Regions from separate parts of the Mus musculus genome. Here all the other regions are linked to region 1. The links are chromatin contacts, called in public Hi-C and HiChIP or PLAC-seq maps. All regions are on one chromosome and are shown on one strand. The core of a region is the stretch at or near the end of the contact, and the rest is flanking DNA. Distances in the headings are between cores, read along the strand shown. Region 1 holds the start of Klhl29 (kelch-like 29). Region 2 has its middle 79 kb from the start of Gm51970. Region 3 has its middle 270 kb from the start of Gm32773.

Region 1 (3,920 bases), core at 733-3,232:
TCGGCAGCCGCAGCCAGGCATCCTCCACGTCTAGTCCCTCCAGCGAAGAGGTCTCGCCTAATGCTACATAAACATCTGCGTTCACGATTTGCCCCAGGCGCGCCGCCTCGCAAACACCATAGGGAGAAACGATGTGCTTCGCAGAGCCGCGCATGTACCAGGACCGGATGCTTCTCACCCACCATCATCCCTGGGGACCCGCGGGAGATCGGTCAACTGACCGCTGCTGCCTTTCGGTTCCAGAGGCCAGCGATGAGAGAGAACGGGCTTCTCAGCAGGCGGACCCAGGCATCCAAGACTCGCGCTTTGCAGTCGCCGGCTCCTGGGAGAACAGCCGCAGGCAGGCAGTGCGTCTCCACCTTCCCCAGGCGACGCACACCGAACCTGCCCCGGGAGCAGCCTCGGAACGAAACTGGGCTGCGGGTTCCGAGATCTGGGCTGGAGCGAGCACGCCTCTCTCCCCTAGGGCCTGGGGCCGACACTGCCCAGCGAGGGCACCAGCGCGCGACCACAGATAACCCTCCTGCCTCCAGGCCACGAAGACCCGGACGTGAGCCCGCGGTCAGCCCGCATGGCCCGTGGCAGTCTGGGCGCGCGGCCACACTCCCACCTACGTGTCTCCGGTCTACTATCCCACACATAAACAACCCCTCTCCACTCGCCACCACCTCCCCGCCCTTCGCATCCCTGAAGCTGTCCTCCCACCTCCAACCCCCGCTGGAAACCACAAGGTGTCAAGGGAATGTAGGGGAGGTCACAACACGGTCTGTGTGGGTTCCATTCAGATGATATTCAAGCTCTTCCACCTCGAAAGTTACTTGGGATCCAGTGAAGAAACCCGGTCCCCAAATGCTGGGTCTAAGAACGCGAGTGGCAGAACCCGTCATCTAGCTTCCCTTGGCACACAGGCGCGCATCTCCCCAACCCGCAGGGCACACGGCCGCCCTGGGGACCAGCTTTCCAGTGCTTTCTGGGTCCCCCGGCACTGCTGGGGCCCTGGGCCGCGCAGGGGGAGGTGGCCAGGAGAGGGGCGCACACGGCTTGGCCCGGCCCAGCGCTACCCGACTCTGGTGTCGTATTTGCTTCTAGCACCTTCGACCACTGCGATAGTTCCCCTAGGCATTCCCTGCATAACACACCCGGGGGCAGGAAGTTTTTTTCCCCCTTTTTTCCATCCCCGGAGCAGCGCAGGCGCAAGGGCTTCTGCAGGCTTGCGAGCTCAGACGCGGGAGGCTCCAGCTCCAGCCGCCGCCACTGCCAGAGCCGAGCCCAGCGTTCCAGGCTCTGGGCCACACTCCCAAGTCCTGCCTGGCCCAGAAGCTACCAGGACCCTGGGAACCCTTACTCCCTCCCCTCTGCCCCGTTAGGCATCCCAAGAGCCCCAACCTGATCCGGCTCTTACCTGCGGCCGCGCCGCTCCAGCCCCGGCCCGACGCGCAGAGAGCCCAGGGTCGCGGATGGGTGCAGGAGGGTTGATGGATAGGGGACGGCGCCGGCGGGTAGCGGTAGCTGGGGCCGCTCGAGTCCTGGCCCGGAGAAACGGATCCAGGTCCACCTCCTCTCGTTCCTGCTCTCCGCCTTCTCCCCTTTTCCCTCCTCCTCCTCCTCCGCCGCCGCCTCCCGGCAGCCCAGGGAGGATGCCCGGGAGAGGGAAGTCAGTCTTTCTGCCTGTCAGCCTGCGCGGCTATGCGCGGTGCGGCGCGGCTCTCATCGAGGCGGCGGCAGCGGCGGCGGCTCCGGCAGCATCGCCCCCGCCCTCTCCCCGCAGCCGCGGCGGCCGCGGGGCTGGGGCTGGCTCCGGGCGCCGGGCTCCGGGCTCGGGCTCCGGGAGGGGGCTGAGCTTAGGCTCGCCAATGACCTGGGCTGCGGACGTGCGCTGGGTAGCCGGAGCCGGGGTTAGAGCTGCTGCTAGATCGGCGGTGGCAGGGACAGCGGCGACGGCGGCGGCGGCGCGGGGATTGGCGCGGCCGCGGCGCGGGGACCATGCTCCCTTCTGGCTCGCTCCTCTCCGGGTACCGTCTGCTTTAGCTGCGAGGGAGGCGGGCTTCGGCGCGCAGCCAGGGACGGGCGGAGCCAATCACAGACGCCCGAGTAGGCGGGGGCGGAGGGTGGGGGAGGCGGGGCGCCCCCGGCCCGGCTCAGCGCTTGGCTCCCGGGGCCCCAGGGATCCCCTGCAGCCGCGCGCCGGGCCCCAGGCTCAATGCCAGCGGGTGTGTCCGTGGTTGGTCCGCCACCCCCGCCCCCTGCAAAGATACCCGGCTCGCCCGGCTCCGTGGCCGCGCCGGTAGACTCACGACGCATGGCCGGGCTGCTGGGCCATGGCCTCCGGGTTCCGAGAGAGCCCGGGCTTCAAGGAAACGGACTGAAGGGAGCTTCCCTGCTGCTCTCAACACCTGAGGAAACTGGTGGAAAAGTTTGAGAAAGAAAAGTCCAATCGTCTTTCAGCTTCCGCCCTCCCTATGACACTCCAGCCTGGAGAAGGAGTAGGGAACGTCCATATCTCTGAAAGACCACCGCGAGCCATGCCAGTCCTGTCTTCTTGCATCTGCCCTGACTTCTGAGCATATGCGAACTTTCCTGTTTTCACAGACCTCCCTGGGTTGCTCAGATCACACAGGCCTGCTTTGACACTCCAGCTGCAGCCAACCCTCCCAAGATCCACACTGACCGAGTCTTCCTCTCTTCATGCTGTCTACGCAGACCCTAACTGGAACACTAAGAGGAAACTTTGGCTGGAGACCTGTGGCTACCGGTGTGGGTGTGAGCTTTTTCATCTCTCCAGCACACTTCTTTTCTGTGCCTGTCTTCCTTGGGTTGCTAACTCTGCAGGTCAGTTTTCTTATTCCCAGACCCACAGAACCCCTCACCTGTTTTGAGATTCAGAGGGAAAGCCTGTGGCTCAGTTCCCCTCCATCTTTCAGGCAAGTCTGAAGGTTAAAGTCTGAAGTTTATAGTCGGTGGGTTCCTTCTTCATTTCTCTTCACCCATACCTCCCCCACCCCATCCACACAAATACTGAGGCCTATTTCAAACTGGGGGCGGGGGTGGGTGGGTAATAGGGGAGGGACATAGCTGTTTTTTAAGGCTGATCTGGGCTGGCTGTCCTGGGAAGGCTTTACTAGGCTCCACTCATGTCTTTGCCAGGGAGGAGGGAGAACTTTTTTCTCTCAGGGGCCTCCTGTGATTGTCAGACCCACAGCTCTGCTGTTTTGGCTGTAAACTCAGTGCAGGGGTTGTGTATCCTTTAATATCTTGTAGGAAGCACAGTACAGTGTCATGGCTGATAAATAATAAATAATAATAATCTGCTGAGGGTAGCAGGAGAACTGTCAGTGAAGAGGGAAGAAGACAGCGGGGAGATGGGCCGTTGGTGTTAGAGTAACTGCATTTGGGGGGGGGGGAGAATCAGATGAAGTTTTAGTGTTCAAAAGCTTGAAAGGTGGGTTAGGGACGCACAGTGTTTGCATCCCAAAGGAATCTACCCCCAAGACAGGACAGCCAGGGCAGTGACATTAAGGCAGTGACAGAGGCTCCTCAGAGGGAGATAGGGTGGCAGTTTGGGGGAAAACAGCCCCCAGAGGTCCTCAAACTACACCTGAAGGTGAAATATAGGTGTGGTTTGAATACTAAGTTGGCAAGATGGTGAACGAGGTACCAGAAGAGAATAGAGAGCAGGGAAGCGAGGCAGGGATGGATTGGGGTTTAAAATAGACACCTAAGCAATATCTCAGGCAATTCGATGCAAAGAGAAGCAAAACGAAGCTACAGGCACGCCAGCTCCATGGGAAGCCATCCTCTGTGAGGATCTGTGTGTGCTCACCAGCGGTGAACAAGGAGTCCACCAGCTAGCTACATTCTGAACAGCTTCCTGTACGATCGTTGTAGGCAATATAGGACATGGCCAAGGTTTGAATAGGTTA
Region 2 (3,549 bases), core at 453-2,952, 1.0 Mb after region 1:
TATCAGAGTCCAGGATAGGCAAAGTAACTTTGTTCTAATGTGAAGAAGTGAACTTTATACTACCTTTTGAAGTAGTCATAAACATGTGGGGGGTCATGAAGGAGCTTTTATTGTGTTAGTATTATTCAGTCTCTCAAGATAGATGGATAAAACATGGATGTATTTAAATTCTGAAAAGGAGAGTAAATTGAACACTTATTATCTGTGTACTATTCTACATATAAATCATATCTCCATATAGTATTTAAATATTTTATAATTTAGGTGGGATTCAGATATAATAAAGTTTTTTTTCCAGTTACTTTTCTGCCTCTACTAAGTAACTATTAGAAACTTTGTTCATGGAAAAGAGACATTCTGACTTATTCTCTGACAAGGAATAAATTTAGACTAAGAAAAGTTGATACAGATTTGTACTCAATGGAGAAGAATCAGAGACTCAACCAAAGTGAATCATCTATAACATGGTCTTGGACTGAGGTCTCTGTAAGGATGATTGGGAATTGAAGTAAACAGTAGCTGATAAAAAGTTCTGCCAAGATTTTAACTTAATAGATTTGTGCATGTCATATTATAGAGAGAAACGTTGGCAGAGTTTGATCGGGTGTTCTGGTGAAGAGTCTCAGAAGAGGAGCCTCAGGAGAGGAGTCTCAGGAGAGGAGTCGCCAGAGAGCAGCCTCAGGAGAGGGTAGAACAACAAAGTGATTGAATGAGTGTACAGTGGTTGGAATGTGTACTTCTCCCTAGATGCTCTCATATTTGGGCTGGTTCCTAGTAAACAGTTCCTAGTAAACAGAAGGCTGTTCAAAATTTAGGAGGTAGAACATTGCTGGTGTGTGTGTGTGTGTGTGTGTGTGTGTGTGTGTGTGTGTGTGTGCACAGTTTTGTAGCACTGCCCCAGTTCCCTTTTCAGCTCTGCTTCTTGAGTGTGGATGTAATGTCAAAAACCAGCACCCAGCCCGCTGATGTTACCATCATACCCTCCCCTATCTGCCATCATAATTCTCTCCTATGGTGGAATGCAAACCTTGGTGCCTGCGAACCAAAATAGCTCTTTCTCTATTAAATTGCTTTTAAGAAGTATTTTATCACAGCAACAAGAGTTCAACTAACCCAGAGGGGTCTTGAGATGAAAGTCCAACATGAGATGAAAGACAGAATAAAGTAGAGTAAAATATGGTGAGTATAAGAAATGTATTCTTTATTCAGTGAAGACAGTGAAGCCGGTTAGTGCTCTTCCCTTCCTTCTCCTGCCTGAGTTCTTTCAAATTGAGACAAGGTATCACATATTAAGGCAAATGAAACTTCTTGCTCAACTTGATTCCATTGCAAGTATAGGTAACTGTTTACATACACCATGAATATGAAAACTGAGGAACCTCAACAATTTTTACATTGATGTATGGAAGAACTATACTTTTTATTGTTAAAGCCTTGTAGAAACCATGAAAGTACCCCACCTCCCATCAAAATGAAATCATAGCACTCCATTTATGAAACAGCAGTACATTAACTTGAGCGTGGGTAGGATTATCATAAATTAAGGCAAAACTATAACTTTGAGCAAAAGAACAGACTGTGTTTGGCAATGGGGTAGCCATGATTTTGTAAGCATTTGTTTTACTTCTGATCTGTACACACCAGTAATCCGCCAGCCAAAGAGGCTTGTGAATTAGCAAGGTTTAGCTGTTTATAAAACACATGCATAAATCTATGTGAGGACTGTATTTGTATCCATGGAGCGTATTTATGTGCACAAATGCATCTGTGTGGGGATGGGCAGAGTTTCAGCTCTTTTCAGAGAAATAGGAACGTGTGGTTCTCTGTACTGTGAGCTGAGTGCTTGTGTGAGGAGGACCTGAGAATCGCTGTGCTTTACAGATGTCCTGTCAAGAATCAGCCACAGTCAATACAAAATGAAGCAAGCATTGAACTTCCAGCCTACTATCCCCAATCACAACACATGCAAGCATAAAGGAAGCAGTGACTATTGGGAGTACTTCGTAAAAGAAAATCAAACTGGGAAATATGAGCTGTTCTATCTCATGTGGATGAGAGGGGTGGGAATAGACTTCTGACAATAGATAAAGACTGAATGAATGTGTAAGCCCATAGAGTTATACCAGTATTAGATGTTGTAACCAAAATGGGCTGTTTAACACAAAGATTTTGGCAGTTCCCACCAGGGGTGCAGTCTTTGTCATTTTTTTTTTTTTGCTTTGTTATGGAGAAATGGCAGCCATTGTCTCACTTACTGGTGCCACTAGGAATAAAGGAACTGACAAAGGTGTGGTGTGCAAGGAGACCTTTGGGATCCTCACTGAAAAATCCTGGTTTTCATGAGTTATGTGCACACTAGCATACTTACACGAATATATGTACATAGAAACCATACAATGAACTCTGTACTGTGAGGTCAATAGACAGCCTTTTCTTCCATGCTTACCCATGCATTAAGTTCTGTAACAAGGGGAAATACCTTTCTTCAAACCTATGACAAGGATTAGCAATTAGACTCCCAAGAAGCTTAGAGCATTTCAGAAGGATAAGAGCGTGCTGTAAGAACACTTCCCCAAGGGTTGGAGATGAGAAAAACAAGGGGGTATGAAGACATCAGAAACAGAGGAAGCAGCAGCAGAAGAGGGAAACCCAGAAGCTAAGTGTTGATGACGCAGCTCGCAAAGCCTCGGCTATGTGTGAATGTTGGGCATGTACACACACGAACACATATTGAATATATAAATTAGCAGCACATTTTTCTCTGTTACAAAGTATTTAAGTGCCAAGATATAGGTGATTTTTGGAAGTACTTGCAGAACATATGCTCTGGTATTCGACCATCTGTAGCCCAGCCCTTTGGGATGGATTCTGCTGCATTGATTTGGTGTGTGTGGCGGGAGGTTCTTTCCTTTATTTCAGTCTACTCTGCCCCCACAAGCATAAGCCTATGGCTATACCATTACACAGTCCAGTCCACCATTCTCCATAGAGGAAACTTGGAATTTTCTCGTTCACACCTACATAAATAATAGCTCTATAATCATCAGCCACGAGAAAGTCTTCTCTTTCATACAACAGTACAGGGCATTTTTTTCTCAAAAATGTATTGTGTTGGCTCTTTGGTTTTGTTCTTTGTTAAAGACCTACCTGCTAACTGAATTAATCAATGCAAGACAATCTAATCAGTGCCTACTTGTTCTAGAAACACAATCAAAACTTTTTATGCCACTAGATAACACTGGTCATGACAAGACTCTGTCCACCTCTCCCTTTGGTCTTGCTGTGTATATGCGTTTATATTCTGTTGTCTCTGTCACTTAGATAAAACTGACATCTCACCAGTTCCCACTTCCTCTCTTTCAGGATGCTTGGTAATCATTTTCATTTTATCACTTTGGAAGGGTGAGGTGGGCTAGGTATCTCTGCTCTTACCCCTTACTCAGCATGCTCTCTGTCTATGACACAATAAAACCTGACCTTTATAAACATCATGATTTTTTTCAAGGTTTTCTGGATGACTCATAGAAGAATAGACCTTTCTACTTGGTC
Region 3 (3,754 bases), core at 780-3,279, 1.7 Mb after region 1:
TTACTCAACACAGACATGTGGAGCACCAATTGGGTTTCCAGCAGGCTGCGGTGCAAGGATCTTACCACGGTGAGGTGGGAGGTGGGAAAAGAGAGAGCCATGGTGGAAAGAGAGATCTTTTAGCTTTGTGCTCTATCTAAAAAGAATTTCTATATGCAAGGAAACTGCAGAGGAATGGGACAGGAGAACATATGGCTAAGTGGCCAAATATGGAAAAATCAAAGTATAAAATATGTGTTTTAGCTAAAACTGAGAACTCAAAGAAGAGACTGCACATGCTAACTAGCCAAAAAGTCACAACTTCTAAAATTGGGGAAGGGGCTGCCCTCAGCTCAAAAGATGTCCAATTGGCCACTCACTATCCCAGGAACTTAGTTGTGCTTCTCTTGTACTAAGAATATTCAGGATGGCCTCTCATTTTTACTATTTATTTATAAGTTAATTACTGTCACTGTCAGCTCTTTTATCTCCACAACATTTCACAGAAATGTATTCAGGCATTATGTGACTTGTAAGTAAGATTAACAAGAAAGTTCACAGAAGTGTAATAATCAAGGGATTTGGCTGTTAATAAAGAACTTAATGAGAAACAAATGAGTTAACACCACATAGAATTTGAATTTGGTTAACGCAAATTCTAGAATTGCATATAGCATGCTTTCTTAACTATAAATCACCATAAACCTAGAATCTCAATTAAAGGTGAGAGGCCATGTTCATGTGCACACAGGCAGTAGGAATAACCAACTCTGTGTTCTGTTGGATTATTTATTTCTTTAATAAATCTTAGTATACATTTGGTTGGGCTTCCTGTGTGTATTATTTGTATTATGCACACACACACACACACACACACACACACACACAGTGATAAGTTGATAGAGTGTATTACTCCTGCTTTACAGAAGGCTAAAGGGATTAAGCAAATATCCTTGCTACAGCATGAGGCTGAGCCTTTGTATTCGTTTATAAAGTTAGGGAAGTCACTGAAGAGAAAGAGAAATCATGCAACTGGAATGGAGAAGAAAAGCTCCAATTATAGTTTCAGAATTGCCTGCCACCTTTAGTGTTAACAAAGTGTGCACGTTTCTCAGAAGTGACACCTGCATTGTCTACTGGGAAACATTTAATCCCTGAAGCTGTATTAAGGAGGCTGGAGAGCATACAACTGAATAGAAATGATGTCAGTTGCTTCTGTGATAGAAGGAGCTGCACTAATTTAAGTAGCGGCAGATCAGAGGGCTCTCTGGCCCCCTCTTAATTTGATTCCATGTGCACTGTACCACTCTTCCCCTATGGGATACCTGGAAATTGCATACACATATGAGTATTTGAATGTGGATCTGCTTCTGATGGTCCCGCTGCCCTCTGAATGGCTTCTAGAGGATCTCATTAGCTGTGTTTCTACTCTTAAAAGAAAGGCATTTTGTTGTATTTAGCATAGTATCAGCCATGATTAATATATGCAGCACAGGTTTGCTGGTTGGTAAATGTTTTTAAAATGAAAGGGAGTTTATTTTTAATAAAACAATTCATTTATTTTCAAAGCCACTGATCCATTAGCCTCTCCTGATCAGTACCAGAGGTGAGAACCAGAAGAATTAAAAAAAAAAAAAAAAAAAAAAAGAAAGAAAGAAAACTCTCTACTTCATATTCAGAACACAAGCAAGGAACATTTGCTCATTGAAATCTATGCTTTATCTAAAAGCAATACTCCAGCATATTCACATAACAGCAACTTTTGTGTGCTCATTTCTGTCTCCAGTGATTGTCACAGTGCATGGAGTGGATGAACATTGTACTAAGGAAGCATTTCATGCACATTAAGGGTTTTCAGTCTGAAAATAAAAATGGGAATGTGCTTAAAGGCTGGGCATTTAAAAGCACAACTAATACTTGTCTTACAAAACTGCTCCTAGGAGTAGCTGCATCTTTCCTAATTCTTGAAAAATGATAAGACTGCACTGTGTACTTGCAGGCAGCTTCCTTAATCCTTCCCCACCAGAAAGCAAGCTGAGTTTGCTCAGCCTGCTTCTCAGTTTGCTATGAGAGCATCAAGTCAAGACAGATACAGATGCTAACAGGACAGGGACACCTATTCAGATAGCTGGCTTCATCTTACTGCCTGTTTGTGTGGAGAGCTGATTATCAGCCCTGTGCAAATGCAGGGGAAGTGATGTGAGCCCTCTGATGTTTTACACCACAGGCAGAGCCATCTTTCTATGCAACATTCACTCGGCGAGGCAGGAAATATAATTAAGCTTTCATGCATATCCCCACAGAACCCTGAACAGCCATTCAATCACTCAAAAAATAAAGGCAAGGAGTCACTGTCACTGGAGTTTTTCCTTCTCAAGATCTGAGCTAAGGCTTGGAAAGGGGTGCAGTAAAAGTGAAAAATGGGTAGATGTTGTGAGCTCCTTAGGAGAATGAAAGAGGGACTGAAGGCAAGGCACACATATACAGTTCTTTGTGGCACATACTGAGCCAGTGGTTCTCAACCTTCTTAACGCTGCAAACCTTTTATTCAGTACCTCATTCTGTGGGCCCCCCCAAACAAAATTATTTTTGTTGCTACTACAGAACTGTAATTTTGATACTGTTATGAATTGTAATATGAATATCTGATATGCAGCCCTCAGATTGAGAGGTGCTCTACTAAGTGCACCTTGATAACCTGAATCTAGGTATCTTAATTTTTGAATTTATATTATTTATGCTTCTGTATATGTGCATATGTGTAAGTGCCCACAAAGGCTGAAAGAAGGGGTCAGATCCCCTGGAGTTGAAGTTACAAGAAATTGTGGATTGTTCCATGAACTACCATGAACTAAATTGTAGTCCTTTTTAAATATCAGCAAGTGCTCTTAACAGCTGAGTCACCTCTCCATCCTTAAAATTCTTTTAAAATAGGAAAATATAGTGCCAACATTAATCTTCTTGAAAGAATCAAAGAGATTGGCAATGGTTGTAGAGCTATAGGGTAATTAGCACTCCATAGGATGACCTGAGAGTGTCAGGGAAGTTTATCAAAAGTAACTACAGATGATAACATAAATAATATTAAACTCTTAATCATAAGACTTGATTTGACTTCTACCCTTGTCTATTATTATATGTTTAAGAAAATCAACCACTATCAGCATCAATTTCCTCAACCATAAAATTAGTATGCTACAAAGCACAGTATTTTGTGTGGACAAAAAATTAAAAATTTGATATATTCAAACATTCTCATAGATGTTTGAATAACCTAGGAATTATTCTATCTTAGAGTGTATTCTTTAAGAGACTAGTTCAAAGGAATGAGTAGCCCAGCCTCTGTGAGCAGCTCTCAACGCTAAATAACTCTTAAGGTGTCCAAGCCTGAGAAACACCTCCCCATCTAGGCAGAAAGTTGGGCTAACTTGATGCTATTGGGTAAGCAGAGCGGTTGTGAATCTGTGAATGCTATAGCCTTATTAAGTCCTGAAGAAATAGGGTCTCAGGGAGCAAAAGATGGCCTCAAACATACTATGTAGTGATTGCCTACCTTCAACTTTTGATCCTCCGGCTTTCACCTCTCTAATGCTGGGGATTAGAACCATGTTCTCCTTTGCCCACCTCTATATCTTTATACATCCTTTCCTGGCTGAAGAAATTACTTTAAACTTTCCAGATGTTTCCAGAATGCAGTCATGTTTAAGAATGAGAAAAAAACATAATCATGGGACTATTATTCATAACAGTGTGTCAGTTACTTTACTATAGCTGT

What was found. A called contact is a pair of places that touch in the nucleus more often than the background predicts. HiChIP or PLAC-seq counts read pairs in DNA pulled down with a chosen protein or histone mark.
Region 2: a Hi-C map of cortical neurons shows a contact between it and region 1, with 3 times the contacts expected there. The contact joins the enhancer-like site here to the promoter of Klhl29 in region 1. A contact is called at or near these places in 1 of 39 promoter capture datasets (hippocampal neurons), 1 of 484 Hi-C or Micro-C datasets (cortical neurons) and 2 of 115 datasets of contacts at active chromatin or transcription factors (embryonic forebrain and forebrain).
Region 3: a contact with region 1 is called in an H3K27ac HiChIP or PLAC-seq map of SST interneurons, with 10 times the contacts expected there. The contact joins the enhancer-like site here to the promoter of Klhl29 in region 1. A contact is called at or near these places in 1 of 39 promoter capture datasets (hippocampal neurons) and 5 of 115 datasets of contacts at active chromatin or transcription factors (SST interneurons, embryonic forebrain, embryonic midbrain and 2 more).

What each region holds. Positions count from the first base shown.
Region 1 is chr12:5,373,700-5,377,619 of GRCm38.p6, forward strand. It overlaps Klhl29 (kelch-like 29), which reads right to left and starts at 1,983. Exons shown (of 14, transcript NM_001164493.1): 1 at 1,403-1,983. 2810032G03Rik (RIKEN cDNA 2810032G03 gene) reads left to right here and starts at 2,021. Exons shown (of 2, transcript NR_015579.2): 1 at 2,021-2,829.
Region 2 is chr12:6,379,334-6,382,882 of GRCm38.p6, forward strand. No RefSeq gene overlaps it. Among named protein-coding and RNA genes, the nearest start is that of Gm51970, 79 kb to the right of the region's middle. Within about 2 kb of position 1,703, at least 3 of the 459 cell types and tissues checked have an H3K27ac peak or open chromatin away from gene starts, as enhancers often do. A contact at or near this core is called in cortical neurons, where this site is marked.
Region 3 is chr12:7,028,667-7,032,420 of GRCm38.p6, forward strand. No RefSeq gene overlaps it. Among named protein-coding and RNA genes, the nearest start is that of Gm32773, 270 kb to the right of the region's middle. Within about 2 kb of position 2,030, at least 3 of the 459 cell types and tissues checked have an H3K27ac peak or open chromatin away from gene starts, as enhancers often do. A contact at or near this core is called in SST interneurons, where this site is marked.